Linked DNA regions of Mus musculus: region 2 is linked to region 1. Evidence: chromatin contacts called from public HiChIP or PLAC-seq data. All regions are on one chromosome and are shown on one strand. The core of a region is the stretch at or near the end of the contact, and the rest is flanking DNA. Distances in the headings are between cores, read along the strand shown.

Region 1 (3,919 bases), core at 1,075-3,574:
TCTTATTTACTGACCCAAGTCTGCTGACCCCTCTGTATCCATATATACAGGCTGTGGCTTCTGTCCAAAGTGGCCTTTCTCCACAGCTACTGCTAACCCTACTGCTAATCCTGTAATCCTAACTGAGATAACAGAGCTCTCTCTGAATACTGTGTATTTGTGATTACTCTTTCTTCCTCTGCATCTACAAGTCTCATTTTGGCACACAAGTTCCTCACCAGTTACTACTGCCATGTTCTTTTGCTTCACAGCAAAGCTTCTTCAGGATCTGAAGACATTTCCTACAGCCCTGTTTTTATACTCTGTATCTTCATAGCTCCCTACATTGAAGCATAGATCACCTTAATGCCTGTAAACCTGCTCTTGAAATGGATTTTAATACTGTGCTACAGAATCAGATGTCACTTCTCTGGTTCTCCTGTTCAAACTCAGCTGCACTTTTACAATTGGCCCACATCTTTCTCTGGAAAACCTGTCATCTCAGTACATGGAGCTTCCACATTTCAACATCTTGCAAGCTGACACTGTAAATATGTGCTGTCCAGTCTTTTCTTTCTTCGTTACTCCTCAGAGTTATTTACTTTCTCTCTTTCTTTTTGTTTTTCCTTTTACTTTAATTTATGTAATTTCATCCCAAATACTGTTCCCCTCCTAGTTCCCTCTCAGAGCGTTCCTCCCTCATTTCCCATTCCCTTGCCTCTGAGACAGTACACACTGCATCTCCCCACCCTGATCCAATGAATCACTGCAAGATTAGGTGCATCCTCTCCCACTGAGATGGGGCAAGGCAGCCATCTCTATGCTCTTTGGTTGATAGGTAGCTCAGCCTCTGGGAGTTCCCAGGGAAGTAGGTTAGTTGACATTTGGTTCTCCTGTGTGATTGCCATCACCTTCAGAGCCTTCAATCCTTCCCCTAACTCTTCCATAGGGGTCCCTGACCTCTGTCCAAAGATTGATTGTTTGCATCTGACTCAGTCAGTTACTGTGTAGAGTCTCTCAGAGGACAGCTATGCTAGGCTCCTGTCTGCAATCCCAACATGCTATCACTAATAATATTAGGAATTAGTTCTTGCTCATGGTATGGGTCTCAAGTTGGGTCAGTCACCGGTTGGCTATTCCTTCAGTCTTTGCTCCATCTTTTCCCCTGCATTTTATTTAGACAGGAACAATTTGGGGTCAAAAGTTTTGTATCCCCTTTCCTCCACTGGAGGTCCTGTCTAACTACTGGAGGTAGTCTCTTCAGGTTCCATATCTCCACTGTTGGATATTTCAATTAAGGTCACCCCCATTGACTCCTGGGAGCCTCCCCCATCTCAGGTGTCTGGGATGTCCAGAGATCTGCATCACTGATAGCAACATCTTTCCATTCATTCTCCTAGGCCTCTTTGCCTCTCTCCTAACTCCACTCATAACTGATCCTATTGCACTATTCCCCTCCTCCTCTCCTTTCCCACCCAGTTACCTCTTTCCATCTGCCGCCTCCTATGATCATTTTGTTCCCCCTTCTAAGTGGGATTCAAGCATCCTTACTTTGGCCTTCCTTCTTATTTAGCTTCTTTGGCTCTGTAGGGTGTGTCATGGGTATTCTGTATTTTTGGATAATAACCACTTATCAATGAGTACATATCATGCATGTAATTACTCCATGGCTGATTCCCCCCAGCATATATATTGCCAGGAATGGGATGTTTCTCTTTGTTCTTGAGAAAAGCTAGCTTCTCCAGAAAAATACATTATGCATAATTGTTCAATGCTTTGTTGAATGAAGATAGTTATGTTTCTATTTTTATTTTGAACGTATTTTAAATTAAAATAAAACATTACTTTTCTCCCTTACATTTCTGTCTTCCAACCCTTCTCCCATTCCCCAGTTGTTTTTTTTTTTAATTAATGGTCTCTTTCTTTTATTTTTATTAATACATTTTCTCTCTCTTCTCTCTCTCTCTCTCTCTCTCTCTCACACACACACACACACAGACACACACAGACACACAGACACACACACACACACACACACACACACACACACACATGTTGGAAACCGACCTGCAGCTCACAAGAAACGGGATTTCACCTGGGAGGCAACCCGGAGATGAAAAGAGAGGGGAACTAGGCAGACAAGAGAGAAATGGAGCCAAGACAAACTTCCTGATCAAGGATCAAATGTTTAATGGTGAATGCGCTTATAAAGGAGAGGGGAAGCCCATTCCTGCAAACTCATCCTTGGAGCCCAGCTGCATGTGACCACATGCAGGATAGGGTGTAGTGTCAGGAATAGTTCAGCAGCCTCCCAGCAGGTAGCACTATCTTGAAGAGAAACAGTGACAGTGGCTGAACAATAGAGTGATCTAGAAAGGCAGGCTCCACCCTAGGTAATCTCCTTAGTGGCAGCCAAGTCAAGGTCTTCAGGCTTGGGGGAGGTTACAATTTCTTCCCTGTTATTAATATTTAAAAAAAAGCTGGACTGAGGCATAAAACTTATTTAAACTCTACAGTTCTGCCTGATTTCTTTGGGCCTAGTGAAGAAAACACTCTCAGTGGGATTCCCTAACTTTTCTCATGGTAAACCCACCTATTCGCTAGGCCATTGTGTTTGGGTAAGACTGGTTACTGCCTCAAATAAACACTCTGCAGAATAGCCTGAGCTATTCCAGCTTGGTCCTTTGTAATGCTTAATTAGTTACTGAATAGGTAACTTCCTTACTGAATTCCTACTGAATTCTAAGTTTGTCCACTTCAAGGTCTTTCTAGGATGTTGGAACGCTGGCAAAGGCTTAGCTATGTCAGAATTCAATCTTAAAAGGCACTTATAATAAGATGATACTAAAAGAGAGCACATGGATCCATACACCAGACTAACGAGGGGAAAGGGTATGAGTATGAGAACGCCAAAGTTCCAGGAGGTGAGTTTCCGTGAAACTCTGCCTCGTGAGTGCTCCCAGGCCTCTAGGCCTGCCAAGCAAACTTCACTGGAGTGTGCATGGCACTCTCCCCCTTTCTTATATTTCTGCCAAAGTTCCAGAATGTCCCGCCTTGTCGTAGCTACAGATCTCAGGAGTGCTCTAAAGATGAGTGGAAACATGATTTACTAATAAAATAGTGCCATAATAATAGCAAGTAGGAATATATATTAAACTCAATCTAAGGGATTCAATGCACTTAGGTTATTTTTTTAAATCTCTGGCCAATTCATCAATGTTCCAAGTGTCCAAGTGACTATTGCTAATATCTGAAATTTCTGCCTTTCTAGCCTTAATATATGCTATGTCCTGCCCTATTGTTAAGACTACTACTTCTAAGACATTAACCTTTGTCTCCAATTATTTTCATGGCTCTCTGGTGTATTATTAATAAACCTAGGCCTCTTGGCATGCACCTCTGTCTAGATTGATATGATTCTGAGATCTGGGTGCCCATCTTAGACTGTCCGGCCCTCATAGCAAACCTTATTCCCAAATCAGACCAAAAGCCACAATATGTACTTAAAATGCTTCTTCAGTGAAGATTAATAACTGCCACCTGTGCTGTTGGAGGCAAGGATGCACACCTGCTGCAGTCAGGTTGAAGGGCATTGACTGACCTGCTTGAAAAACAAAGTTGAGACAGTGAAAAGCAACAGTACAAAGGCTTCTTTGGGGAAGTCCAGGGACTCCCTTCAATTGCAAAATAGCAAAGATCAAGATTAGACTTAGAGCTCCCAGTGTGGGAGAGGTGGCTTTGAGAATTGCAGAAAGACTGTAACATTCTGGGAGAGGAGGCTGTGCTCCAAATTAACTTTGCTAGGTAATTAAGATTTTAGCTATCTTTCCTAGGATTCTCTAATACTGGAATTATTACTAGACCAGTCCAAGATTGAGTTAGAATAACTGGTCACAATGAGGGAAGGAGAAAAATCACTATAACTCTTTCTTGTGACTAA
Region 2 (3,671 bases), core at 237-2,736, 410 kb after region 1:
TGAAACTGCACAAACTATGCTCCAATTGGAAACAATAAAACAAAGAGCACAGCAGACCACCCTCCGCTGTGCTTTTATTAACTTTCTATTTCCAGCCTCAGAGAGCCTGTCAGTAATGCCTGCATTTCAGTTGATTTCTCTGTAACATTCTGCTTGGTATTTGCAAGTCACTGAATGTGGTATTTTACTTCATCAACTGATATACTTTGGAGAGACACTTGAAAGTGAAAAACTCAAGTCTATGACTCTGGCTCTTGGATATGTGCAGACTAATAGAACCAAAGTTTCTGTGCTGAATTGGAAGGCAGATCTTGACAGATCATGAGAATATAATGAAAGTCATCCTTTATGTTCATGAACTATAAAGCTTACATTTTCTATAGCAGAAAATGATACAGGAATGACTCTCCATTTCTATCTATGGAGATTATTAGAAAGAATGATCAGAAAGGATTTGATTAAGTAATCCACACTCTCACTTCCATTTACTCATGCCTATTATTTGGTGGGTCGGGTTGGCACTCTCAGGAATCAGGCATCTTATATCTTGTTCTGTGCATTTGACACATTCAGTTTTTTATTCAGGCCATTGAGTGGGTTTCAAAGAATGTTCAAATGAGATGATTTTTGCCAAAAGTCAGGGGACCAACATTCCATTAAGAAAACATGAACAAGCTGAGAAAATGTACAAAAAACTTACAACTCATTACTCTGCTCTATTTGTCTAAAAATTTAAGGTGAGTGAAATGTTTTAGCACATAGATGCTTTAAAATATGTACTAGTCAAATCAACAAGAAAAAATTTGGTAAGCTCAATGGATGTGGAAAAATTATTTGATAAAATTGAACAGATAATCATAATTTTAAAAGGCAAAAAATAAAAATATCATATTATATACCTTCCCCAAAGCAGAGGAAGTATAGTGAAGGATGAGACCATTGAAACTTCCATGCTTCCCTTCCTAACTAAAAGTGTAGATTCCATCATGTCCACTTAGATGGACAAATCTAAGGAGATCCTTGGGTCTCTATGATCAGTGGAGGCTTGTTCTGTTGATAAAAGCAAATGAGTGCTACATGCTCAGTGCCTCAAGCCAGTGTTAAGATCAGCACAGGCAATCCACCCCCACCCCAAGACACTCTTCTGTCTTTCCTCCCCTCTCTAGCTCCACATCTAGCTCTCTTGCTCTCATATCAGGAGTCATCCTATTTTTAATTTCATGTTCTCAGGAAAGGATAGATTCAGACTGTTGGGGCCGGCCTGCTGCTCTCATGTCCAGGTTCGAGCCTGGAAGGCATCTTGGAACTGGAAGAAAAGAGGGGATCTAGGCGGTTTGAGAAATAATGGAACCAAGACAACTAGTCTGCTCAAGATTCAATTTTTAATGTCGGACACACTTTATAAAGGAGAGGGGAGAGCCCATTCTAGCCAAGTCATCCTTGGAGCCCAGCTGCAGGTGACCACATGTAGGCTCTGGAACAGCTAGGCCAACTCCCAGCAGGTAGCAGCAGCGGCAATGGCAGAACAATAAAGTGATCCTGGGAGGCAGGCTCCACCCTAGGTAATCTCCTTAGTGACAACAAAGTCAAGGTCTGGCTCAGCCTGCTTCAGGCTGTGGGGGGAGGTTACATCAGACAGCCCCACTTGTGGGTGGGAAAGGCAGGAACAAACAACAGTCACAAACTAAATGAAAAACTAAAATACAAACCTTTTAGCAAAATTAAGGAACTTTGCTTTTAAAGTAGAAGTATATTTTTTTAAAAATTATCTTATGAAGTAGCTTAAGAGATGGCTTATGGTAGTGCTTTTCAACCTGTGGGTAGCAACTGATTTATGAGAGGAGCAAAATTGCAGTTATGGAAGTAGCAACAAAATAATTTTATGGTTTGGGATTACTACAACATGACGAACTGTATTAAAGGATCAGAGCATTAGGAATGCTGAGAACCACTGCCTTAGAGATGAACAATTGGTCTACTCTTCCACAGTGTCTACATTCTGTTCACAGCAACCACTCAGCACAGCTCATAACTCATAGAACCCAAGATCAGTGGGTCTGCTGCCCTCCTCTGGGAACCTTGGCCACTTGCCCTCACACAGAATCACTAATATATGTAAATCTTTTAAAAAATGATTTAGAAAAGCTTTGGGCACTGAAAATGTAGCAAAGTGATAGCATACCTGCCTGGAATGCACAAGGCCCTGGGGTCTAACCTCAGATACTACAGAAATAGAAAAAGGTTCTTTTTAGGACAGCCACTTTCTCAGTTGTGTGGAACACTGAACCTGGCCCCTATCTGATGTAGCGTCAGTGCCTGGGTACCAAGAAAGTTAAATCACAGAGGAGGAAAAGTCTCTCAGGAAAAGACTGACCACAGGTGCTCTGTCTTTGTTTCAGGCAGTTATGATGTACTCTGTTCTCTTCTTCCAGCTTTAAGAAGGAGGACTAGGTCAGGTGGTCCCTGAGCATTTCTTGACAGGAATTATAGAAGAGAAAATCAGCTTACTATCCACAAAGGACTATGGTTACAGAGCTATGAACACTGCAGGCAAAGCTTGCAACTAACATGCTAGCAAGGTAAGAACTGACTCTTCCTTGGGTTGACACACCTGCTTTATGGATTTGCTTTAAGACTTACATGTCTACACTCAATGGGCATTATGCAGGCTCCTTAACCTCTGTAAATTCTTTCCTCTAAATGACCTAGATGCTTGAGCATTAACTAGACTTAGACTCTCTTTGGATTGAAAATTCAGTGAAACCCGGCCTTCCTTGGCTATTCGTGGAATAAGTGAGTATGTGATTTTAAAATTGTGCTTGGAGTTAATTATATATAACAAGTTTTAACTCAGCTAACTTGTGTGCTCACATTTCTTACTGGTGAAACAGATAGGAAGATGGTATCGCTCATAGTTCCTGGTTCTGGAATAGAAGATAATGAAGTTAAATATTTCTGGGGCCATTAAGCACTCATAAGTGGGAATTTCATTGGTATTTTTCATCTTGTGGGTGTTTTTCTGTGCTTAGTTATTGAAGAGCTTCCTTCTTGGTATTTATGGATTCTTTCCTAAATTAGGTGAGTTCGACCCATAGGAAAAAAAATTAAAATGATCACAGATTACAGTGGTCTAGACATAGCACATGTTCATTTACTTTTCATTTAATTTTCCCAAGTTGTTTAGTATTATGTGACACTTTCTGGGGAGATATGAGCAAGAGCCTACTAGCCCCAGAAAGAGCATCAAAGACAGATCAAAAACAAACAAACTCTTACAGCAATATCAGGTATGATTAACTAGTGAGTTTTTATTGGAGTTACTTAGAGAAACATAGTAAGGCTTCAGTTACAGGTGCATGGAAGACGCAGAGGCAGCACTGCTTCACCAGGAAGTCCATCCCAGCATGGATCCTGCCTCATCAAAGATCCTCTGCTCAATAGATACTCCCACAGCTTGCAGGGAGATCAGCCAGTGCAAGATGCCTTTCTCTCTGGCAATTGTATACTTAACTGCTTTTGTAACTGTGGCAAGGGTCTTTGTGAAGCTTTAATTTTCAAGGAGCCTCTTGAACCCTCTGAATTTCATGTAATTCGTGTTTCATGTAAACTTCCCTCCTCCCTTTCAGGAGGGAACATATCAATTTGGAGGAAACAGCTACTCAGCAATTAGA

Evidence for each region. HiChIP or PLAC-seq counts read pairs in DNA pulled down with a chosen protein or histone mark.
Region 2: a contact with region 1 is called in an H3K27ac HiChIP or PLAC-seq map of embryonic stem cells, with 4 times the contacts expected there. The contact joins two enhancer-like sites. A contact is called at or near these places in 2 of 484 Hi-C or Micro-C datasets (the G1E-ER4 cell line and embryonic stem cells) and 6 of 115 datasets of contacts at active chromatin or transcription factors (all in embryonic stem cells).

Annotation. Positions count from the first base shown.
Region 1 is chr11:13,003,112-13,007,030 of GRCm38.p6, forward strand. No RefSeq gene overlaps it. Among named protein-coding and RNA genes, the nearest start is that of Gm22789, 310 kb to the left of the region's middle. Within about 2 kb of position 2,325, at least 14 of the 459 cell types and tissues checked have an H3K27ac peak or open chromatin away from gene starts, as enhancers often do. A contact at or near this core is called in embryonic stem cells, where this site is marked.
Region 2 is chr11:13,416,530-13,420,200 of GRCm38.p6, forward strand. No RefSeq gene overlaps it. Among named protein-coding and RNA genes, the nearest start is that of Gm30770, 540 kb to the right of the region's middle. Within about 2 kb of position 1,487, at least 9 of the 459 cell types and tissues checked have an H3K27ac peak or open chromatin away from gene starts, as enhancers often do. A contact at or near this core is called in embryonic stem cells, where this site is marked.